3 separate regions of the Mus musculus genome follow, and all the other regions are linked to region 1. A link is a contact called in public HiCAR-type and promoter capture Hi-C data. All regions are on one chromosome and are shown on one strand. The core of a region is the stretch at or near the end of the contact, and the rest is flanking DNA. Distances in the headings are between cores, read along the strand shown.

Region 1 (4,492 bases), core at 1,125-3,624:
CATTCCCAATAGGGACCTCCCTGGTGGCCTAAGCACTGTCACACATGTAGAATCTGAGCTGTGAGACACAACACACAGTACCCTAGTCATAGAGCCATGTGCAAATATAAAACATAAAATACATCTTCATAAGAGACAGTGACTAGTTTCCAGAACCAAATGCAAAGCAGGGTCTTCGTGCCTGAGGACTAGCAATGCTCTCACCCAAGCATTCCTGAAGAGTCCTAATACAGAAATGAACCAGACAGACATATGCGCTGAAACAGAGCAGCACTTTTCACCTGAGAGCCGGTCATCACGAGGACTCCAGTGGTGAGTCGCCCATTTGCCTGTCACTAAGTGGGCATGTCACTCTTGGCCAATGCTGGCCCACTGGCCTCTGCTCAGCTGGCCACCATCAGATTATAAACCTCAGATGAAGTTCCTGGGGACTATGGCATTCCTGTGGCCCAGGCTGAAAGGCAGAAGATGCTGGGCTGTCCCTCTCCTGACTTTGTCAGCTGGAACACCTGCTAGTCCTCCTTTGCAAGCCTGTAAGAACAATGTTTAAAAGACTTCCTGTCTTCACTCTTCTGACTTTGAGGCCAGTCTGGTCTACAGAGCAAGTTCCAGGATAGCCAGGCCTACACAGAGAAACCCTGCCTCAAAAACAAAAGAGAGAGAGCCAGGGAGTTGTGGCACACCTTTAATCCCAGCACTTGTGAGGCAGAGACAGGCGGATTCTAAGTTTGGGACCAGCCTTGTCTACAGAATGAGTTCCAGGACAGCCAGGGAGACACTGAGAAACCCTGTCTCAGAAACAAACAAACAAAACAAAAAACAAAAGAGAGAAAGAAGGATCATAAATGTCACTAGATATGACCTTCCTTCTGTACCAAGCTCTAGTTCCCCAAATAAGAACCTATTCATATATGTGGTCTTTACTCCTCTGTGCCACCTAACTTTCCCAGTTACTTCCAGAGGAAGCCCCTTTCACAGAAAATTCATTCAAAAACTCACTAGCCTATCCTGTGGTACCCTATGCTTCCCACCAAACCTAATGTCCACAGTCAGAGAAAAACAAAACAAAACAAAACAGCATAAGAAAGCTGAAAAATAGGGCTCAAGATCAGGGGCCCCAGATCCTAGAGGTCCATCGGCCTCAAGAACACACAGGCTATCCACTCAAAGCCACAGGGAAGGGCGAAACCCTTCTCCAAGAGGTCAAAGGCCAGGAGAAGAGCTGATGGTCTCTAAACACAGAGGGCATAACTTAAGGAATGTCAATTGTCACATGTTGCTCCTGCCTGGGAACAGTAAAGGGAGAAGAGTTCTGATAAACTATCTTACGTCTACCTGGTGCTCAGAGAATTTGCCACAGACTCCTGCTGAAACACACCGTCTCTGATATTAGAAAATGCAGACTGAGATAGACACAGAGCTTTGGCCCATTCATGACGGGGACCTCGGTCATGGTCCCAGTTTTCAGAAAAGAGGAGCTATAAGGAACTCTGTGAACCTCACTCACACAAGTCTTGGCTTTCTCTCAGTGCTGAGTGACGCCACAGGTTGCCCTTTTCACTCAGCATTCTTCCCAGAGGAATGAGTATAGAGTGGTCTATGGGGAGAAAGGAGGAATGCCGAGCTGCAAGTCAATCTCAAACTCCAACTGTGCTTCCAACCACTGGCCAAGATGACAGTCGCCAGACACGTTACTGTTTTCTGTTGCAGAGTACTCCTTTCAAGACACGATGGGAGCAACCCGGGGTTCAAACACAAGACAGGAAGACAGGTTTGAAAGCAATGTTGGCTCTGCCACTCTGCAGCGATGTAACACTGACAAGTGACTTTACCTCTCCGAACTATGGCTGTAAAGCTCCGACAGTGGTGCCTACTCGAGAATGCTGGGAGGGCTCCTCGAACTAAGGAAAACGATAATCGCGACATCAAGCACAATTTGGGCAAGTTCAGATGGTGCTGGCCAGGGCGAGGGCCATCAGGACAGAAAACCAGGTAGCTAGGGGTCACACCTTTCTTATGCACCAGTCCAGGTTCCCGCATGACCAGACAGGTGGCCGGCACCACGCCCATGGGCCTCCCGGTCGCAGCCGGACGTTCCGGGGCTCAGCTCGAGGCCTCAGCCACCCTCTCGTCCTCCGGACCGACCCGCGGCCAGAGCGACGTAGGCCTAGCCGGCCCGGAAGGCCACAGACAAAGCGTACGGCCACCATAGGTGGCCCGCGCGGCCGGACGCGACAGGGACACCGGGCCAGAGCGGCTACCGCACGTACCCGGGAACCTCGCGCCTCCCGGACGCTCCTAGACGATCCCGCCTCTGTCCGAACACGACCGCAAGTAGGCCGGTCAGCCGCCGCCGCCGTCGCCGCGCGCTCCCCGACCCGGAAGTGCACCCATACTCTTCCGGAACTTTCTGCCCTGCCCGTTGGTGGAAACTACTAAGGCCAAAACGGGGAGGAACTCGCGGCGGAGGATGACGAGACGTTAGCGCGTCCCCTTCCTCTCAGAACACCGACTAGCCCATCACAAGTACTGTCAGAGGAGAGCAGTGTTTTGCTGAGCGTGTGCTGTCCGAGCTCTCACCAGTGCACTAAACCAGGCTGTGGGTCTCACCTCCATGCAGTTGGTACAGTCCGACTCCCCATCCGCCGCGATGAATGGGAGCGGCCCCGGGACCACGTCTCCGCCCACAACCGTCCCGCCCTCCCGTGAGCGCCTCCTCCTGGTGGCTGGACTTAACTGCAGCCCGCGGCTGGAGGAGCGCTAGAGAAAAGCTTCAGGATGTCCCCTGGGTCTTCAGGTTCCCTTCCAGTATGCAGTTAATCATGATGGATCCTGTATATACGAGCTCCTCCGTCCCCTTCAGCCCGGCGAGGAGAGGCACAGTAACTTGTGAACACCGTGAAGAACTTAATTGTATGGCACAGATAATTAATAGAAAGAACAGAACTAGAGGTTACCGCCTGGCAGTAGGACACTTTCTTGCCTAGTACGCATAAAGGCCTGGTGAGAGGGGTCAAAGTATGGAGCATAATAGGATTAGGGGAAGAACCATGAGAGGACTCAGGGAAAATTCAGACCCACAAAACTGAGACTGACCTAGAGGCTGAGGGGATCAGAGGACACTGAGGTACTAAACAGGTGGCAATCATGGCTCACTGGACTCAACTGCCCATTTTGTGGTCCAGGGACCACTGTGGCTCAGAAGGGATGGCTTTTGATAGGAATAGAAGACAGACTGTAGCCGGGCAGTGGTGGTGCACGCTTTTAATCCCAGCACTTGGGATGCAGAGGCAGGCAGGCGGGTTTCTGAGTTCAAGGCCAGCCTGGTCTTCAGAGTGAGTTCCAGGACAGCCAGGGCTATACAGAGAAACCCTGTCTCGAAAACAACAAGAACAACAACAAAAAAAAAAAAGGAAAGAAAGAAAGAAAGAAAGAAAGAAAGAAAGAAAGAAAGAAAAAAAAAAAAAGAAAAGAAAAGAAAAGAAAAAGAAAGGAGGAGAAGACAGACTGTAGATTTACTGAGAAACTGGATGAGAGGGGCAGGGAGGAGAGGGAAGGAAGAATATGAAGATGAGGAGATAGGAGTCTACTTAGAAGAGGGAAAGCTAGGGTTATCCCCAGAGAGCAGAGGACAAAAGGCTGCCTTGGAGATAAAATGTGGTGGTAGTGGGGACCAGCTTTGGAACCTGGGACTTTCAGTGCTAAAAAGTCCAGATTCTACAAAGAAACTCAAGGGTAGGGTACTGAAGAAAACAAGAAAAGGAGAAGCAAACACATACATCAAGAAGGGATCTGGGGCTGGACAGGGTGACATAACCTTTACTCTCAGAAGAGACAGGCGGACCAGTGTGAGTTCAAGGCTAGCCTGGAGCACATAGCAAGTTCCAGAACAGCCAGAGCTACAAAGAGACCCTCTTTGTCTCAAAGGAAAGAAAGGACCTGGGAGCAGGGGGGTGGTTAAGATGGAGGGGTGCTTGACTGGCATGCCCAGAGCCATGGGTTCATCCCTGGCACAAAATAAATTAGATATGGAAGCATAGGCAAGATTATATAGAAGGTCATCCTTGCATACACAGGGAGTTCAAAAACAGTCTAGACTACATGAGACTCTTAACTCAAAAACGATGGGGCTGGGAGTAAGGCCCATCTGAGACTCTGAGAGTATCAGTCTTGGAGGAAGTATAGAGAAACTCAGAAGACTGAACAGGAAAGGCCAGCATGGTAACTATGCAGTAAATTCGCTGATTTGCTGGGAAGAGAACGATAAGTAGAATTAGCTAAGAAGAGGAAATTTAAAGGAGTTTAAAAAGGAGAAATATTGTGGCTGAAAGATGGTTCAGAGGTTAAGAGCATTGGCTGCTCTTCCAGAGGTCCTGAGTTCGATTCCCAGCAACCACAAGTTGACTCACAACCATCTATAATGAGATATGGCGCCCTCTTCTGGCCTGTAGACATACATGCAGACAGAATTAGGTATACACAATAAGTCTTT
Region 2 (4,687 bases), core at 356-2,855, 1.1 Mb before region 1:
CAGTCTTCAGCTTTTTGAGTCTAGCCAGTGTTGGAGCCTGCCCGGCTGCCTGGGGTCTTGGAGATGAGAGGTCAGAACTCTCTGCCACGGACTACAGTTGTTCTACAAGCATCTGTGAGAAGGTTCGGTTTCAGGGGGCGGGAGAAGTGGGTGAACACAGGTTTCAAATACAACAGTGGAGGCAACCAGCAGGCTTTTAAATAGAGTAGGAGTTATCGAGTGCTTACTGGTAGGGTAGAGCTTCCTTTTGGAATCAGCTCTGGAATCTTAGAGCCCCTTCCCCACACTAACAGGTACAGGATATAGGGAAGTGTGACCTCTGTCACTTTCTGGGGTTGTCCTGGCACCCTTTGCCTGCTGGTCAGTGGCTGTCATTGTTTTGGTAGGAGGGTTTGGGGCAGGGGAATATGTCCCATACCTGAGCCCTGTTAGGTTACTTCTGGAGAATGTTCACCAAGGGTTGTCAGAAGGCCAGTAAACATGTACCCAGTGTTCTCTGTCTGAAATCTGAGCAGGGAGTCCCGCAGGGCCTGGCAGGGCTTCTGGAGACTAGTGTTATCAAAGGCTTGTGCACCAAAGCTGGAGACAGATCTCCTCCCTGCCCTGCAGGCCTGAGGCTGAGCTGTGCTGCCAGGCCTGCATACTGGGGCCGCTGCTTCTGCAGATGCCGCTGATGCCACCATCACCACCCAGGGATGCCCCGGGGAGCACCCCGGACTCTAGCTCAGGGTTCACATCAGTCTCTTAGCTGAGTGACCTTCACATCAGCCTTCATGCCCTGGGAAGAAGAAAGACCCTTGCTGCAGGCAGGGATAGGGAAGCTAGCTTTACTCTAGTTTTCTCATGGTGGGTGTTTCTCCCCTCAAACCCCTGACCAGGGTATTAGTGAGGCTGGACCATACCCAAGTCTTGCCCTGACCAGCTTAAAGTGTAAGGTTGGGACGCTGACTCCAGAGCCATAAAGCTGACTCTTGGGAAGAGGATTCCAACTCACCCTTCACCTTGCCAATGACCTTGAGTGGACCCTGCCCCGAGGGCCAAAGGGCCAACCCTTCTGCTTCCTGAAGTCTGAGACTCCCAGGCCAGACATGCCAAGGACAGCACCTGACTTAGGTTGTGTGGTAAGCAGACTGTCAGGAGTGCGAATGGATGTAATTAGTTGGGTGGTACACAGCCGCACACAGGCTGGGGAGGGAGTGTCAGCATGTTTGGTTGTCAGGCCCTTGGGATCCAAAGCAGTGGTGGGGTTGGATGAAGGAAAACTGACTTCCTGGCACAGCCCACTTGCCCCCAGGCTTATTGGACCAACAAGGCTAGGCTCCATGAGGGAGTGCCCAGAAGAAAGCCAAGAAACGGTGGGAGGGGTCCTTGCCAGTGTGGAAATTAATTCCACCCACTCAAGGAGAGTCTCTTTCTTTTTTTTTTTTTTTCCTCTACACTTAAGATCCACTTCACACTGAAAATTCCTGACACGCAGAAATGAGCTGTGCTGGGGGTCAGAGGTGGGGTTTGGGCTGGAAAGGGAGGAACTTGGCATGGGGCGGGGCTTAATCAGGAGACAGGGCTTTGAAGAAAGACTCAGGGTTCAGAGAGCCAAGGTTCCAGGAGACCAGAAAGTCTAGGGGCCAGGCAGCCCTGGAACTCTCTGGAAAGGGTCCCAGAGAAGAGCTAGGGAGAATGGGATCCAGGGAGGCAGAAAACGAGGCTTTTACACACAGTTGGGGGAACTTCAGGGTAGGGTGAAGAGGACCTACTGAGAACTCCACCCCCACATGGTGAGGTAGGGGTTCTGAGGGAGGGAGGGAGGGCAGTTGGGGGCTCTCCATGGTGAAGGAAGCCCATTGGGGCTTCTCTGGAGGTGGGGATCAGTTGAGGACAAATGTCCAAGAGAGACTGAGGATGGGAAGGAGATGAGGCGGGGAGAGAAGAAACTGCTTGGCCTTGAGTCTTAGAGGACAGTATTGCTTAGAGCAAGTCATGTGTAAGGACCGAGCACTGTCAGGGCCCAGGATGGGGGTCAGAAAGGTCATGAGCGGGGTACACAGACCGAGCTTTAAGGAAATCAATGTAGGGGTGTCTGAGAGGACCCAGGCTTCTGAGTAGCACATCTGTCCCTGAGGGCAGAGCAAAACTTGTGAAGCAGGGACAGGCAAGCCTGTTACAGGTCAGATCCTTCAAGTCCCTGTTATGATGAACATATTAGAACATATGTCAGACTTGGGTGACAGGGACTTCAAAAAGGAGGCCCAGGGCAGGGTTCTGAAGATTGTTGGTGAAGGGCCTGGACTTGGACTCGGGAGAAAAAAAAAAAAAAAAACAACCCTGAACATTGACCTTGGGGACTTGGGAGACAGGATTGAACAGAGATGAGTGTCCCTCTGGGGTTTGATGTGTTGCATCCCAGTCAGGTGGGAACTATGATCTGCAGTGTGTAGACTTCAAGGGACCAGAGACTCCCAAAATAAGCCTGATTAGAGATGGAGACTTGAGCAGCTCAGACAGGGCTTAGCAAGTAGCGAGGTTGGAGCCCAGCTGGGCAAGATCAAGGAAGAGGTGGGTGAGGGCTTAAAAAGCTGATACCAGGACAGGGCCTCATGAGAAAAGGCTAGGACCGCCACGGGACTGAGGATGGCAGGTGGGACTCAACAGGGCAGGGAGAAGAGATGCTAGGTAAGGGGGTTCTGAAGGCACAGGTCTTGGAGCTAACAAGGTTCAGGTGGAAGAAATGTAGGGAGAAGGGGGGTCAGCCGTGGGAATAAAGTGGAATGCTCAGCAGACAGACTTGCCGGGACTTGAGGACCCGCGAGAGAATTTGAGCACAGGTGGACTGGGGTAGCAGCGGCTTGGTGGTCGGTGGATATGAGAGCCATGCAGCTCATGGGATAGAGGGGTGCCAGCCTTGCGACTCCCCGGGGTCCTGGCTTCCGGGCTAGCGGGCCCCCTCCCTCCCTAGGGAGGAGGCGGAGGTGTCTGCGACGCCGCCGTGAGTCAGGCTCTGGCTGCAGCCGCGGCCGGCCTGGCGCTGCGGAGCGCGCGCGGGCAGCGGGGGAGGCAGCGGCGCCAGCCCCGCTCGCTCCCCGCCCCCAAGGTTGGGCCGCTGGGACGCGATCAGCGGACAGACAGCGGGAGAGCGGAAGGACGCGCGCTCCTAGGTTCAGGGGTCTGACCCACTCGTCGAGTCGCCAGTAGGTGAGCGGTACTGGTGACTGCTGCAGCCCGGGGTCAGATTGGGGACCACCCAGTTCAGCCACAGCCCCTTGCTATCACCTCACCGGCGCCGGGTGCGCCTGGTGGCGCAGAGCTCCGGCGCCAAGCTGTCTCTTGGAAGTGTCCATTTCGCAGAGTGTCATTGTGGGTCTCTTGGTGGCACGGTTGGGGGTGGGGACAAGAGGGGAGGTGAGTGGTTCTGTGTGACAGTGTGCGCTCTTAGGGTCTCCCAGTGCCGCTTTCTGTTGGCTTTGGAGTTTGTAGTCCTGCACCTGCGCGGATCCTCCGGAGATGTGCCTGAGCCTGTGGGGCGGTGTGTAGCGCTGCGTGTCTGGGTGGGCAATTGTTTACCTGGCGCGTCTGGGCGCAGGAGTATGCTGGGACTGGAGAGCTGGGCTGGTGATTGTGTGTGTGGTGCGTCTTGGTGTGTATGTGCTTCAGTGAGCGCTTTTCATTCTGCCAGTCAATGACTAGGGCAGTGTCACTGTAGCTCTGAATGCCCTGAGTGCGTGGAGATGCGGGGCGCTCTGCTTATCGCAACAGGGTGTCACTCGGGGTGCTGAGGGGGAGCTGTTGTGTGTGTGGTTGTCAGTAGGCGCAGATGGCAAAGCGATGAAAAGCCCTGATGTGCTTGCCAAGACTACTGCGAATGGCTTTGGTATTGGCTGTGGCCGGCTGGGTGGGGGAGGCAAACTGGCAGCTGGCAACCTCACAGGGATTTCCATCTCCCAAAGACCATTTATGGGACTGTAGGGGAAATGCTGCAAGGCTCCAGGTTGGGTGCTACTGGGCGCACAAGGCCCAGCAACTCCTCACTCTGTCCCTCCCTCCAGGCTCAGGGCCCCAGCCAGTGCCCAGCCCTGCTGGGAGCCCCGGCTAGCACCACGGACGGCACCCAGGAAGCCCGAGTCCCCTTGGACGGGGCCTTCTGGATTCCCAGGCCACCAGCAGGTTCACCCAAGGGCTGCTTCGCCTGTGTGTCCAAGCCTCCTGCCCTGCAGGCTGCAGCGGCTCCAGCTCCTGAGCCTTCGGCCTCACCCCCCATGGCACCCACTCTGTTTCCTATGGAGTCTAAAAGCAGCAAGACTGACAGCGTTCGGGCATCGGGTGTCCCGCAAGCCTGCAAGCACTTAGCTGAGAAGAAGACGATGACGAACCCCACCACAGTCATCGAGGTCTACCCGGACACTACGGAGGTGAACGACTACTATCTGTGGTCCATCTTCAACTTCGTCTACCTCAACTTCTGTTGCCTGGGCTTCATTGCTCTGGCCTACTCCCTCAAAGTGAGCCTGGGCAGGGGGTGGGCAGGGTTATGGGATCTAGCAGGATGTAATGTCACTTAGTGGAGCCCAAGGTAGAACATGCAAGCCCAACCAGGAGACCTCTTATGGATTCAAAGAGGCAAGGCTCTGGGCTGGGAGCAAAGGGCCACCCCTTCCCTTCCTTAAACTGAGAAAGCTTGACCCCATTTGGGGAG
Region 3 (4,674 bases), core at 893-3,392, 1.4 Mb after region 1:
CCTTGCTGGGGTCAGGAGACAGCATGGACATAACCTTTGCTCCAGCCAGGGAGGCTAAAGTGATGTTAATTCGGGTAACAGGGATCTCTCTTCTTGGGCGTTTTGAGTGGAGCAAGAAGCAAGTGAGCAGAGATTCAGACAGAATGCCCCTTACTAGGCAGACACACAGGTCTGCACTGAGGAACCTATGCCCACGTCTGGGCTATGGACATGTTATCCTGGTGGTCATTGGCATTCCCAGCACGCACTCCAGCCCTAGCTGCCCCTGTCAGCTGTCCCTTAGGAGCATACACAATGCATTATTTACTCGGCTGTCAGCCTTCTTAGAGACCAATAGGCAGCAACCACAATACAAGCTTTAGCCTTCAGGAAGGGCCCCGCCACGTCTTGGACACTGTTCCAACCCGCTGACCACACTGCTCTTACCCTTTTCTAGTGTGAGAGAAACACCCTCCCCCCTCCTGTTGTAGCCTTAGCTGCCAAAGCCGGCTGACTTTCTGAGGAGCAGGGACAGTAGGAAGGGCTTGGTGACCTGACTGAGGCCCCCTTGAGTGGGAGGGAACCCAGTCTAGGACTAGACAAGGTTTCCCAGGGCATGGATGGATGCCACTCTGTTGATTAAATGCTTCGACATTGCCGCGTGCCTTCAGCTAATTAGTATGAACAGCACCAAGTGAGCCAGTGAGCAGACAGACCCTGGCAGGCAGCCAGAGACTCAATGTAGCCAGACCCCACTGCCCCCATAGAGTTATCCCACCCCAGGACTGACACAGGCTGGACAGCTGCTAAGTGCCTAACCACCCCATAACTTACTTTCCTGCCCAGGCCTCCTCCACCTAACAGAGATGGTAGCCCCTGATCTGATGTGAACGGCAGGGTTTTGGTCAAAGCTTTAGGCCCCTTGGGCTGTGTACTCACCATGAGCCCTGCAGAGTTAGGGAGGCAAGCGCACTGATGGGGTTGCTGGCACCGACCACTATGTTGCACCCTTCTCCCCTCTAGCCTCCATGGCCATCTGGAAGGTCAAGTCCCACACAGTCACGGTCGAGCTCCTGGGAAGGCTACCTCAGAGTGACTGTGTCAAGATGAATGGGGATCTGCAGGCTGACCCACCTGCAAAGACAATGCATGGTCAGAGTGCAAGGGAGCCTGATACTGGTCAATACCCAGGTATACTCAGGGGGCACTCAGTCCCTTCCCAAGTTTGCCCCTTTCTGGCTCCTATGAACCTGGCCAGCCTGTTGGAGTCCTTAGCTCAGGCTTCATCTGAGGCACCCAGAGAGGTGGTAACAACCTGGGCTTTGGGACTTGGGAGGAAACCTGGCTCCTGGCAGCCGGAAAGCATCCCTTAAGTAGTCTCTGCTCGCCATCCCAACATAAGACCGTAACTTGGTTATTTCGGGCTGCACAAGCCAGACCAGCATTATCAATTGAAATCAAGAGAGTCAAATAAACCTGAGTAAATCTCTCAGTGCCCAGGAAGACCTGGCAGGCAGAAGCTGCTGCTGCCGCCTGATGTAGCTAGATCTTGAGGGCTGGCGTCTCCCGCATGGACATTCTTGCTTGGCTGGAACTATGTGGTCTTGCTAAGGCTCCAAGCTCTAGACTTACCCAAAGTTATTCAGAATCCACCTTCCCAACAGCAAGAGTGGCCGAATCTCTCACAGCGTTTCTGCTCCAGAAATGGCCCTCATGAGTGGACACTGTGGCCGGCCAGTAGCTTGGGCACAAGCCCTACCCCTCCCCTTCCCTTCTCAGACATCAGGAGAAAGCCACCCAACTTCTCACCTATTTTGGTAAAGGCAGCCGAAGAGGCACAGGTCTCCTGCTTCTCACAGGCGAGATGTGGCATGTCCCTCGTGCTAGGGAACAGCTTTCTATGACGAAAGGCATGAGATTGGAGCTTATAAGTGGAGTTATCAACAGATTGCAGGGCTGCAGCCTGGCGACTGGCTGTGGCCAGAGCACTGCGCTGGGGACGGAGCTCTGCACCCGGAGGGAGTGAGTCAGAGCCGAGAAGAGCAGGCATCCAATGCGCTCTCTGCAGGCAGTTTCCAGCTCTGGGTTGGGGGACGCCAGCCGCCTGCGCGCCGGATTTCTGCAGCAACAGCCAGGGGAATGAAGGACCGGCCGGGAAGCAGGAGCTGTAACCATGGGGACTGGGGGAGGCGCGGACCGCGGCAGCGCCGTGCCCTGGCTCCCTGCGGCAGAGCGGGAATGGTTCTTCCCAGCCCGGCGGCCGGCTGCCCGTCACACTGCAGAGTCGATTTAAAGAGACAACCGACCAGGGTTTGCTGCTTGCTTCCAACCGATTCAGACAACTCACATTAAAGCATTTTCCCCAAAAGGAGGACAGGATGATGTTATTTCATTTTAAAAAGAGATCCCTGTCTCTCGAGGGCTGCAGGAACAGGAAGGTGAAAACGGAAATTGATTTTGGAAGAATCTTCACAATCCATGTATTAAAATACTGTTCAAATCCAAATTTTCCGAAACTGAGGTGAAGACTGTGTGAGCATGAGTCAGCAGGGCTGCTCCTGTCTGTGGACATGGCCTGGCGGGGCAGAAAGTGTCTTCCCTAACCCCAGTGTTGAACCCTTCTCCAAGCCTGGGCCAAAGGACTGAGTGTTGAGAAGGAAAGTGTACAGAGGCGTGAGTCAGAGTCCAGCTCATCTGCTGTGGGATGGCTTGGCCCAGACTGGTTGCCTGAGGGGAGAGTTGGATCAGGTCAAGCTTTTTCACAAAGTTTATCCCCTTGGCAGATGTTGGCATGACATTGTGATTAGGAGACACCTGTTTGGGGACCATTCCCTTCCCTCTCCACCTGGCTCCTTTTCTTGTAGCACCTCCATCCCACCTAGCAACTTTGCTCTTCAGGTGCTGTTAAAGCTAGTGTCTACTCTAGGAGGCCCCTAGGTTCTTGCTACTCTGGAGTTTAAAGGATTGGAAGCTAGAGTTCCTGGGGCAGGGGAGGTAGTTAAAGGATCATAAAGATAGAATTAGACCCAGGGACATTGTGATTTTTGTTTTAGAAATCCTGTGGTGTGTAACCTCTGGGTGGGGTGTGGTCAACTCTCCTGTCCCAGTCCTCAGTGGGAACACTGAGCCCCGAACTTCAGATAAGGGACTTGACCCTGAGGAATTCTGTCTGCTCAGCACCCTATGAGTGATGGAGGCCTCCATGTGTTCTGAACTCTCAGAGTCTCTTCTCCAGGAACTGGAGGCCAGCCAAAGTCCCTGATGGATCCTGGATGATAGTCTTAGTCGGGTGGATAGGGAACGGGGCAGAAAGGAGAGCAGGAAGTATGTAGGGGGAGGTGGCTCTGAATCAGAGTAGGCTCTGACACTGGTCTTCTGCTCAGGGCTCCAGGTCTGTCACAGGTGGTCCAGGCCCTCAGGAGAGGCAGAAGAGGCCTGGCTACTGGCCCCTGGACTCTATGTACTGCGTGAGTGATGATTCTCAGCTTCTTCCTGGAGTGGCCAGAAGGAGTCTATCTCCTTGTATTGTGTAGCTGAAGTTTCCAAAAACAGAGCCCAAGGCCTGGCTTTATAAATACTCGGGCACTAAACCATTCATAATGGTCACATATGCCTCTCTACATTTGTGCCAGGGCCTAGGTTGGAGCTGCCCATGGAGGGCATCACTTCAGGCTTAGTCTCTGGGGTACCACTGGAGACAGGTGCCGTGATGACCTGCATGGTGAGCCATGTTTTATATCAGTGGTCCTCAGCCGTTCTAATGCTTCAACCCTTTAATACAGTTCCTCATGTTGTGGTGAACCCCAACCATAAAGTTATTTTTGTTGCTACTTTATAACTGTAGTTTTGCTACTGTTATGAATCACAGTATAAATATCTGTGTTTTCCTATGGTCTTAGGTGATCCCCATGAAAGAGTTGTTCAACCCCAAGGTTGAAAAGTTCCTAGTTGAGAACCCCTGTTCTATATCAACACAGAATCTTCGATGGTATGGGGAAACGGAGGCATGATATAGTCAGATGTACTTCTGGTTACCACCCAGCCTTTGCTGTTGCTCTGGGAGACCCCCTGTCCTATTTGCTAGACAGGCCACACTTGCTTCTTACTAGAAGCATAGCTGCCTGTGGATTGCCTTTTCTACATAAGAAAACCTGATATTTGTGGCTCAAGGCTCAGATCTCATATCTCTCAACACTGGGAGTAATGTAAATGACCCTGCAGTTAGGAACCTGCCCCTACACAAGGTTCCAAGAGGCCCAAGCTTTTTCTAGTCTGCTCCTCTGGGCATCTCCAGCTGGGTGGATTCTGTGTTGCTATGGGACACAGCCTGATCTCTGGGCATTATGGAGATAGTCATCGCAGAATAACTGCTAACTCTCCAAACTGGTCCAAGAGAGCACAGGAAAAGATCAAGGCTAGGACAAGACAATGAACTAACCCTCACCTGAGACCATGGGGATGCAGGCGATGAGGACCCTTACACAGCATAGGTAAAATCCCTCCATGTTGGGAAATGACAATCTCTGCCCCACAGGTTGGGTCTTTGCTTAGGGGACATTCTGTTTACAAAAGTTCCCCAAGTCCAGTTCTTGCAGAGATGCCAGTAGAGGGTGACAGTCACATGACAGCATCTATGACAGTCACATGAGCAGTGGTGTCTGGCAAGGAGCTGGCTCATGGGACAGCAGGACAATG

What was found. Promoter capture Hi-C pulls out the DNA fragments that hold promoters and counts their contacts. HiCAR-type assays count read pairs that join an accessible place to other places.
Region 2: a contact with region 1 is called in a promoter capture Hi-C map of neutrophils, with 2.7 times the contacts expected there. The contact joins the promoter of Ifitm10 here to the promoter of Phrf1 in region 1. A contact is called at or near these places in 2 of 39 promoter capture datasets (neutrophils and pre-B cells).
Region 3: a contact with region 1 is called in a HiCAR-type map of astrocytes, with 2.7 times the contacts expected there. The contact joins the promoter of Adgra1 here to the promoter of Phrf1 in region 1. A contact is called at or near these places in 1 of 39 promoter capture datasets (hippocampal neurons) and 1 of 115 datasets of contacts at active chromatin or transcription factors (astrocytes).

Annotation. Positions count from the first base shown.
Region 1 is chr7:141,226,670-141,231,161 of GRCm38.p6, reverse strand. Phrf1 (PHD and ring finger domains 1) reads right to left here and starts at 2,374. Exons shown (of 18, transcript NM_001081118.1): 1 at 2,271-2,374. It overlaps Gm51460, which reads left to right and starts at 1,546. Exons shown (of 1, transcript XM_030243134.1): 1 at 1,546-2,956. The coding sequence starts at 1,951. The coding sequence ends at 2,439.
Region 2 is chr7:142,370,664-142,375,350 of GRCm38.p6, reverse strand. Ifitm10 (interferon induced transmembrane protein 10) reads left to right here and starts at 1,605. Exons shown (of 3, transcript NM_001347541.1): 1 at 1,605-1,775; 2 at 4,041-4,493. The coding sequence starts at 1,773.
Region 3 is chr7:139,831,642-139,836,315 of GRCm38.p6, reverse strand. It overlaps Adgra1 (adhesion G protein-coupled receptor A1), which reads right to left and starts at 2,142. Exons shown (of 8, transcript NM_177469.3): 1 at 1,789-2,142; 2 at 919-1,113.